3 separate regions of the Triticum aestivum genome follow, and all the other regions are linked to region 2. The links are chromatin contacts, called in public Hi-C maps. All regions are on one chromosome and are shown on one strand. Each heading gives the region's core, a stretch centred on a gene start, on an enhancer-like site or on the middle of the called end of the contact. The rest is flanking DNA. Distances are from core to core; before and after follow the strand shown. Region 1 has its middle 63 kb from the start of LOC123137595. Region 2 holds the start of LOC123137596 (WD repeat-containing protein 44). Region 3 holds the start of LOC123137597 (RNA polymerase II C-terminal domain phosphatase-like 1).

Region 1 (3,062 bases), core at 221-2,720, 450 kb after region 2:
ATAAGGCCTAGTCGGCTGATCTATTGGATGAAACGTGTAGTTAAGTTAGATGAGCTGCTTTTCAGACAAAGAAAAATGTTAGATGAGGGATTGCTGCTGACAAATAGTAGCTGCATTAGAGAAAAAAAAAATGAAACTCATGGGCTCTAGCACCCATGGTTTATTGATATAGGAGAAAGCATCCCTTGTGAGAAACCAGAAATTTGTCCCCGACGTGGCTCGAACCCTGGTTGCTGGAGACGCCACTGCGCTCCCTTGCCACTAGGCTACAGCCTAGTTCTCAAAAATGAAACTCATGGGCACCAGCACCCACGGTTTATTGATATAGAAGAAGCATCCCTTGTGAGAAACCAGAAATTCGTCCCCGACGTGGCTCGAACCCTGGTTGCTGGAGACGCCACTGCGCTCCCTTGCCACTAGGCTACAGCCTAGTTCTCTAAAAGATGAAACTCATGGGCACTAGCACCCATGGTTTATTGATATAGGAGAAAGCATCCCTTGTGAGAAACCAGAAATTCGTCCCCGACATGGCTCAAACCCTGGTTGCTGGAGACGCCACTGCGCTCCCTTGCCACTAGGCTACAGCCTAGTTCTCTTTTGTTGCATCATGTGAAGATCACTTTTGTTGCATCTCTCGACTAAGTATATGTTGCTGCTGTTAGCTAATAGTGTGGTACGAACAATTGTAAAGCGTGCCGACGTTTTTTTCCATTTCTGAAGATATGTTGGTAGATATTTTCGAGCGAGTCAACCCACCATGCCTTTAGCTAGACAACACATATACAGGATGTTTTATTTTTGTGGAACAACGAACATTACTCCTTGCGGCAGTGTTAAATCTCCGAGAGGTGTCTATTATACTGGGGGTTCGGCAAGGTATTTCAGTGCTAAAATAAAATGCAATGCCACTGGCTCTGTACGCTCGGAATGTATTCTTACAGTCAAGTGATGTCAACCCAATGGAGATTTGCTTATCGATCTTTTTTCTTTTCTTTTGTTCAGCTGTTAGCGAATGCATGCCATGGTCCAAATGGCCAAATAACATGCGTACAAGATGAGGACGAGCATCAGGGTGTAGATCCAGTTATTCTGCAGATATTCTTTCTGCTGAGCTGTTGCGTGCCAGGAAGAGAAGAAGAGGTCAAACGATATGTACAAGAGCAGTGACGCCATGTCCGCCACCCCCCGCACTAGGATTGACTTTCATCGTACCAACAATATACTACTGCGAGGCACGCTAATGCGGGGCGATTACTTGGCTAATCCCCAGAGCACTTCCCGATTAAACAAAGCGCGCCCATGCTGATCCGTTCGGTCGGCTACAGCGACACTCGCTGATGCGCCCCTCGGACGCCAAACGGGTTCGTGAGAGCTGAAAGGATCCTCCTCGTCGTCGGTGACCTCAGCCCAAACCTAATCCTAACGACGCGCGGGGAGGCGGCTTGATAAGGTCGTTACGTGCCTTGATCCAGGGTTAAGCGAGCCAGGAGTAGTGATTAAACAACGCGAGGCGGTAGAATTATGCGCAATCATTGCCTTGTATCTATGCGCGGACCTTATCGCGGGTACGGCAACCTGCATGATTGCGCCTTGCGTAGCCCTGCAGAGTTTAACTACGACTCGAGGACGACTGGCCACTTTCTTGGTCTATCTCCTGCATTGGCGGGGCAGGTGGAGCTCTCTCAAAGGGCTTGCTTGCTAGCCACTTCGTTTACTAGTGGCTTGTTGGTGAGCGATTGTCCCTGAAGGACACCCGTTAATCCCTGTCTCTGCAGAGTCAGGCCATTTCTAACCGATTCCTTATCCAGCTGCAAGGAAGTATAAGTGATTTTTTTCCCCAAGTCGCACATAGCCGATCCCTTATACCGGTTAGTGGAGTAAAAAATTGTTGGAAATATGAGCAATTTACCGAATGATTTTATTAACAGAAATAGCTGATAAAACATGGCTAGTATAGCAGTGATAAAATAAGCCATGCGATTTGACAAAGAGAAGGTAAACAACATGTTCATATATAAACCGTAACTAAACATATCTAGAGCAGACAGTATAGCAGGTTACACATATGAAATAGAGTCTAACATATCTAGGGCAAATACTACAATCAGGAACTGTAGCAGAACCTCTAATAGAAAGGGGAGATACACGTACGTGATAGCAGTAGGAGCAGAGACACTGGACTTGGAGTCGGTGTCCTCCATGTCGTCGAGGAGGTTGTCGACGTCGGGGAAGTAGTCGTCGGAGTCCGGGGCGTCCGTGACGAAGAAGTCAGTAGTCGCGCAGAGCGCTCCCCAAAAACCTTATCACTCTTCTCCCGTACAGGACTCAAAAGGTGCGGTTCCGGAGGCCTACTGTCCCGACCAGCGGTGCACGCCGCAAGCTGGGATGAGGAAGAACGTAACAGCAGCGCAGTGCTCAGGAACTTGTGGCGAGAGGAGGAAGAGATTCTGGTGCGTCTCTCTGAGAGGAGCGACCTCCCTTTTATAGGCGCAAGAGAAGGAGGCGAGAGGCTGCGCCGGGAGCTGAAGGGAACGCGGGAGACGAAAAAATGTTAGACATCGGCTCGGCTCATTCCCGCAACCTGCGGCGCGGCGCGGCGGGCGGCGGAGGAGGAGCGCGTGTGGATGTCCCCCTTGTTCTAATGCTCATACAAGTGGGGAAAGAGCCTCCTTTATAAGGAGGTCCAACGCCCACTCAACTAGCAATGTGGGACTAAACATTAGTAGTATCCCTTGCCTTGCACAAATGGGCTAAGTGGGCCTTTAGAATTTATTTAGGAATTTCTGAAATAGTTATTGGGTTGTCCCAAAATAGACTAAATTCCAGCAATCCCCCACCAGATCCCAGAGGCACACAAAATCTGCCTTTGGTTACAAAACACTGTTTTATATACCGGTACTGCAGTGGAGACTGTTAAGTTGAACTTCCACCTAGAACTCTATGCTACACTAATAAGCAACTTGAACAGTGGACTGGGCCTTGAACTGCAAGTTTTCTACGAATCCAGCTTCACATAAAGCCTTGACCGGTACGTGGCTACCGTGGGTCTTCCCCGCGGGTGG
Region 2 (2,922 bases), core at 416-2,915:
ACAGTGCAAACACATGCTCTGGCACCATCAACTGGTCTGAGCCCCCAGATCTCCGACTGTGCAGATCCGTTGCTGGCAGCTTCTTCTCCCAATGGCTGCCCTCTGTAGCAACCGATGCTAACATTAGCTCCAGTGACTCATCACATACCATGGCAGCGAAAGGATTGCAGGTCCCATTATCTCCCACCTCCCTCTCCTCCTTCATCATTCCGGAGTGCAACACCTCCCAAACATGGATCACGCAATCCTCTCCAGCAGTTGCAAGGTATCGCCCATCAGGACTAAACTTGATGCTCCAAATGGACCCTTTGTGCCCATGTATCTGCTGGTTCATGAACAGGCCAGTGAGCTCCTTGTATGACTTGCCGTTGTGCCGCACCTTGACACGGTCTGGACCATGGCGTGCAACGCCATCCTGGCTGTCTTCCGTAGCCGAGCTGGAGTGGCGGCCACCCTTCTCTGAGGACGTGTCCTTGTCGTCGCCGCGGCGGTCACGTGAATAGGTGACCATGGAGCCAGCCGCACTGCGGATGGTGTGAAGCCAGCTGCTGCGCCGCCTAGAACGCGCCCCGCCATTGCTGGAGCCGGAGCTGGACCTCTCCATGGGGGTGGAGGCGCCACTTTGGGAATTGGAGTTTGGGTTGGAGTTGGTGACGCTTTGGCGGCGCATGAGCTCCTGGACGATGGGGGAGCGGCCGATGAATAGCTCGAACTCCTCCACGGTAAGCTGGCGGCCGGTACCAACCTCGCGGAGCCCGAACTCCTCCCTCACCACGAACTCGCTACCGTCGTCGAGGTTCCTGATCAAGCAGCTTGGGTCCTCCTCGACCGCCTCCAGCGTGGCACTGGCATCTGATGCGTCGGACGAGGTGGGGCGCAAACGGCCGCCTCCAACCGGAGGCTTCGCGGTGGAGGCCCCATCCGATCTGGACCGCGAGACGGGAGAAGCCGGCCGCGGTCCCACATCGTCGTAGGAGGCGGATCGGCCCATCTCGAATCGCGCGAGGGAGGGGTCCCCCGCGAGCCCCATCAGCTGGAGCAGCCGGTGGCGGCGCTCCTGGATGGGCGCCGGCTGGGAGGTCCAGAGGTCGAGCGCCGCGGCATCGTAGCGGCGGCTGCGGCGCGGGAGGTCGACGCCGTCGTCGTCCGAGGCGGAGGTGGAGGAGGCCGAGGAGGAGAGGATGCGGTCGAGCGACTCGTAGAAGAGCTCCTCCGTGTCCTCTTCCCCCTCCTCCCCCAGCACCTCGTCTTCCACGCTCATCGCGCCGCCGGCATTGGCCGCCGCCGCGGAGATCGGGGCCGCGCGCGCGCCCGCGGTGCTCGAGGAATTGCGCGACAGGGGGAGGGGAGGGGGGGCGGCGTGGGCGAAGCGAGGGGGGGAGAGATGGTGAAGTCGTAGCAGCAAAGTGGCGTCAGATCCAGCAGTTGGCCACTCCCTGCCGCGCGCGACAGCTTAATCGCGACCCGCTGTTGCCTCCCTCCTCCCTTTCCTTTCCCCCGCCGTCTTACTTAAGGGTGGTTGGCGCTCGCGTCGCCGTCGCTGCTGTCATCGCGGTAAAATGTCCTCTCCTCTCCCTCGCCTGCGCCGCTCATGGTGGTGATGGTGGTGCGGTGTCGTCACTCGTTACTGCCTGCCGGTTTCTACTGTGTAGTGTGTGTAGTGTGTGTACTGCCTGCCTGATGGTAACTGGCGGAGGCAGAGGCGAAGCGTTCTCCGCTCGGGACGGGCGAGTTAAATTCGGGTGCCGTGGGGGCCAGCCTGGCAGCGAGGGAGTAAATTTTGTTCCGTCCGGTCCGACAGGGGTAACAACCGCCCGCGCCGTTTCCGATCGCAGCCGTGTCGCTGGTGTTTTTATGACGCCGCTTTGTGGACAAGGCGACGAGATGATTGCATTCACGGCTCTCCGTAGCAGCAGTACAATTGTTTTGCCCTTTCTTTTTGCGCGGATGCTACCCGCCGGTCGACCGGTCCAAATTTCGGCCGATCGCGGTGCGACGTTGGATTATCTCTCTTCGGCCCATTTTGGATACTCTAATTTAGCTAGAGGTTAGAGTTAGTTTCTAATTCATAATTAATTCCGAGCTATTCTAGCCAAAGAGGTGTTTGGATGACAGGGTTAGATTGATAATAAATGCACTTTGTCAATCATTTGGCTCCTTTAAACCCTCTTTCCTGTCGGATTTGGTGTGATCGGCTCTTGTGTGGCCTCCTCCCACTCACAATCGCCACATACACACAGCCGCCCCCCAGTCCTCAATCATCGGCCACGCACGCCACCTCAAGCCCCAGTTGCCGGCCTCCGACGGATCCAATCGCGCCGCCGGTTCAGATCCCCGCCACGCGCACGAGTAGGAGGAGGAACGAACGAACTAACCTCTCACGACCTCCCTGCTAGATGCGCCGCTGCCGCACACGAGAGAGAGAGAGAGAGAGAGAGAGAGAGAGAGAGAGAGAGAGACGACGACGACGACGGGCGATGGGGGAGCGGGTGAGCGGGGCGAACTTCGGAGGCTGGAGGGCGAGCGGCGGCAGGAGGAGGGCGCGCCTGGGGTGTCGACGGCGCGATGGGGAACGGGAGAGGAGACGCATGAGGGGGGTGCGGGAGTGGAGTTGCACGACAGGGTGCGGGAGGGAGGGATCTGGTGCAGGGATAGACAGACTTTTTTAATGGGCCCAGGAGAACTAGCTCCAATTAGCACCCCTTGGATGGGATAGTTTCTTTTGATGGGTTAGATGCAACTAGCTCAAACTAGCACTCATGCTTAAATATTTTACGGCTGTTTGAGCCCAAACTAGCTCAAACTAACTCTAAGCCATGGATCCAAACAGAGCCTTCTCTTCGATCTGAACACAACACTCGTAGGAATCACGCCACCAGTGCTCGGCGGCAACCTGTGTTGTCGCACTCGCCCCGCGCTTTT
Region 3 (2,929 bases), core at 421-2,920, 380 kb before region 2:
TTTTCTGAGTAAAAACAGAAAATAAAGGTAAATGGAATGTAAAAAATGAAGATAGATGTTTTTCAACAGAACAAACTAAGTATTTAAGTTCCTAGGCAAACAGGAGTGCAAGAATTTGATTCCGAATTATGGAATCGGAGTATGACGTAAATTACACTTGTCTCTTAAGGCAGTAAGTTGAGGATGGAAATATTCATAGCCAAGCAACAGCACCTCTCAACTTTAAAGCTAACAGAAGTGGATTACTAAATACAAAATTAAATGCATTGCCAAACTGAAAATCAAATTTTCTCGTCAAGTTTTTTGCAGTGAGAATCCAGCAGAATCTTGTTACAATGGATGTCTATGTAAGTTCACACGTCCTTGAAATTCTTTCCAAAAACAACAAATCAAGGTTCAAATTCAATTAGAGTGATCAACTGATGTGACGTCCAAGTAATTAAAGTCCCTGAGTATCAGACAAATTAACAGTGTTTCACAAGCCATCGGACTTAATGTTCCAACTCATCAGTAATCAAACTGGCAAGTTGAGATTCTATTTATGTAAGATAGGAACGAATTAAAAGCAAGTCCAAGTCCAGAAAACACCGTCTATAAAATGATTCCTTCGAGTCAGCATCAGCAATGGAAAAAATATCAGGGCATTTTGTCGGCTGACTTATTCAGAGTCCACATACATACATATCCATGCAGTAAATGTTAAGGTTTTGTCCTGGTGAACTTGTCCATGTAAGATTAAAAAAGATTTTCCAAAATGTCCATGTAATAATATTAAAAGTTTCATGTAAAATTAGAGAGTTTCCTTGAAACTTTCCGTGTAAAATTAGAGAGTTTCCTTGAAACTTCCCATGTAAGATTACAGAGATTCCTCAATCTGTTGTCGTTGATCTTTGTTTGTTTTTTTTATGCCGGGGATGATTTAGATACCTTATTGTCCCTGAGGCAAGCAGCGTGCATGGCGACGAGTGGCGGTGGTGGCTCGTCGGCGGCCTTGGGCGGCCTGGACTCCATGACGAGGCAGCGAGCCCCGACCGCCACGGTGTGCATGACGGCGAGCGGCAGGCAGCGCTCGCTGGGCGGGGAAAGGCGGTCCACGCGGATCTCTCGCGCCCACGCCGCCGCGCCCAGGTTCGTGTCGCCCTTGGGCCACACCTCCACCTCCCCGATGGAGGTGTTCCCGTAATAAACCATGGACTTGATCATTCTCTCTCCAACGAAACCAACAAAACAGACAAACAGATCTCGAAGGAACGAATCCTTCCTCTAGGTCAAAAGTTTCGTTCGACGCGTCCAAAATCAAAGGGCCTGGTTCTCACACAGGTAGATCTGCAATCCGCTTGCAGATCTGTTCTTATGAAGCGTCCGAAACAAAAAAAAAGTAAAATTGAGACGGGCAGAGGGGGAGGATAGATGCGTGCGCGTGTGGTCTTAGTAACGATGGTGCTTCAGATCGTGCCCGAACTATTCACCGTTTCTAGCCCAGATTTGGGGGTGGATTGGTCAGATCTGGGGGAGTTCGTGCGCTGCCGCGTCAATGGCGGCCGCGTGAGAAGGGGGAGGGGAGGGAGGCGGGGAGAAGCTTGAAACCCTAGGCGTCTGATCGGGACGAGTAAGAGGAGAGGGATTTATTTGGTAGGTTGCGGCAAGGCCTGGTGGTGGTGGGCAGAGGAGAGGACGAGAGGGTGGGAGCGCGGATATGTTGGCACTATCGCCACGTAATTAGCAGGGATTTTCTTTTCCTTCTTGATTTCTGGACGAGAGCACGAGGCTGTCACGTCTCGTGCGTCGGACAGTGGCTGCCGAGCTTTTATTATGCTCGTGGGTGAGTGGGTGGGTGGTTGGCAACATTTTCTCTTCCAAGACCGTGCACGACTCCTTTTGCATGGACCGGCTAATCAATAAATAAAAAGACTTTAAAAAATAGAAGTAGCAGTCGGATTCCGAACGCTAATAAAAAAACTAATTTTTCTGGTTGATGTTAAACAAAAGAAACTTCTTATTATATTCATCTTCAATCATGGTATTACAACGAAAACCCTCGCAAAAAGAAAATAATAAACTAGGAACATTTACGTTGTCCCCCTAATTTCTGTCCGGTCTCATCTTTACCCCTAAATAAAAAGAGTGCTCAACTATATCCCTCTTCCGGCTAGTGCCCTTATGGAAATACCCCTTTGCGCCGTTTTCATCTGGTCAAAGGCCTTTGGCCGTCTACGGGGCATTTTCTATACAATTTTGCCCATATTTGAATATGTCATTTACACACACATGAGACCTACCACCTGAAAAAGGAAAAAAAAACTCTCTCTCACCTCCCCTCTCTCTTATAGGTGCACCCCAAACCAAAAAAACTCTCTCTCCTGGCATGTGCGTCGGACGGTGGCTGCTGAGGTTTCATTATGGTGGGTGAGTGGGTGGGTGGGTGGCAACATTTTCTCTTTCAGGGCCATGCACGACTCCTTTTGCATAGACCGGCTAATCAATAAATAAAAAGACTTAAAAATAGAAGTAGCAGTCGTATTCGGAACGCTAATAAAAAGACTAATTTCTCTGGTTGATGCTTAAAAAAAACTTTCGGTTATATACATCTTCAATAATGATAGTACAACCAAAAAAACTAGAGACATTTACATTCTCCCCCCCCCCCAATTTCCACCTGGCCTCATCTTTACCCCTAAATAAAAATAGTGCTCAACTATACCCCTCTTCCGTCTATGCCCTTATGAAAATACCCCTATGTGCCGTTTTCATCTGGCCAAAGGCCTTTGACCGTCTACGGGAAGTTTTCTTGACAGTATTTCCCCTATTTGGATATGTCATTTACACACACATGAGACCTACCACCTGAAAAAAATCTCTCACCTCCCCTCTCTCTTACAGGAGGGCCCCAAACCAAAAAAACTCTCTCACACAACCCCTTCTCTCTCTC

What was found. Hi-C and Micro-C count contacts between places; a contact is called where the count stands out from the background.
Region 1: a Hi-C map of leaf shows a contact between it and region 2, with 6 times the contacts expected there. The contact joins the enhancer-like site here to the promoter of LOC123137596 in region 2. A contact is called at or near these places in 2 of 5 Hi-C or Micro-C datasets (both in leaf).
Region 3: a Hi-C map of leaf shows a contact between it and region 2, with 4 times the contacts expected there. The contact joins the promoter of LOC123137597 here to the promoter of LOC123137596 in region 2. A contact is called at or near these places in 3 of 5 Hi-C or Micro-C datasets (all in leaf).

Annotation. Positions count from the first base shown.
Region 1 is chr6B:482,966,304-482,969,365 of IWGSC CS RefSeq v2.1, reverse strand. No RefSeq gene overlaps it. Among protein-coding and RNA genes, the nearest start is that of LOC123137595, 63 kb to the right of the region's middle. Within about 2 kb of position 1,470, at least 2 of the 8 cell types and tissues checked have an H3K27ac peak or open chromatin away from gene starts, as enhancers often do. A contact at or near this core is called in leaf, where this site is marked.
Region 2 is chr6B:483,421,435-483,424,356 of IWGSC CS RefSeq v2.1, reverse strand. It overlaps LOC123137596 (WD repeat-containing protein 44), which reads right to left and starts at 1,665. Exons shown (of 7, transcript XM_044557414.1): 1 at 1-1,665. The coding sequence starts at 1,261.
Region 3 is chr6B:483,804,406-483,807,334 of IWGSC CS RefSeq v2.1, reverse strand. It overlaps LOC123137597 (RNA polymerase II C-terminal domain phosphatase-like 1), which reads right to left and starts at 1,670. Exons shown (of 17, transcript XM_044557415.1): 1 at 928-1,670. The coding sequence starts at 1,203.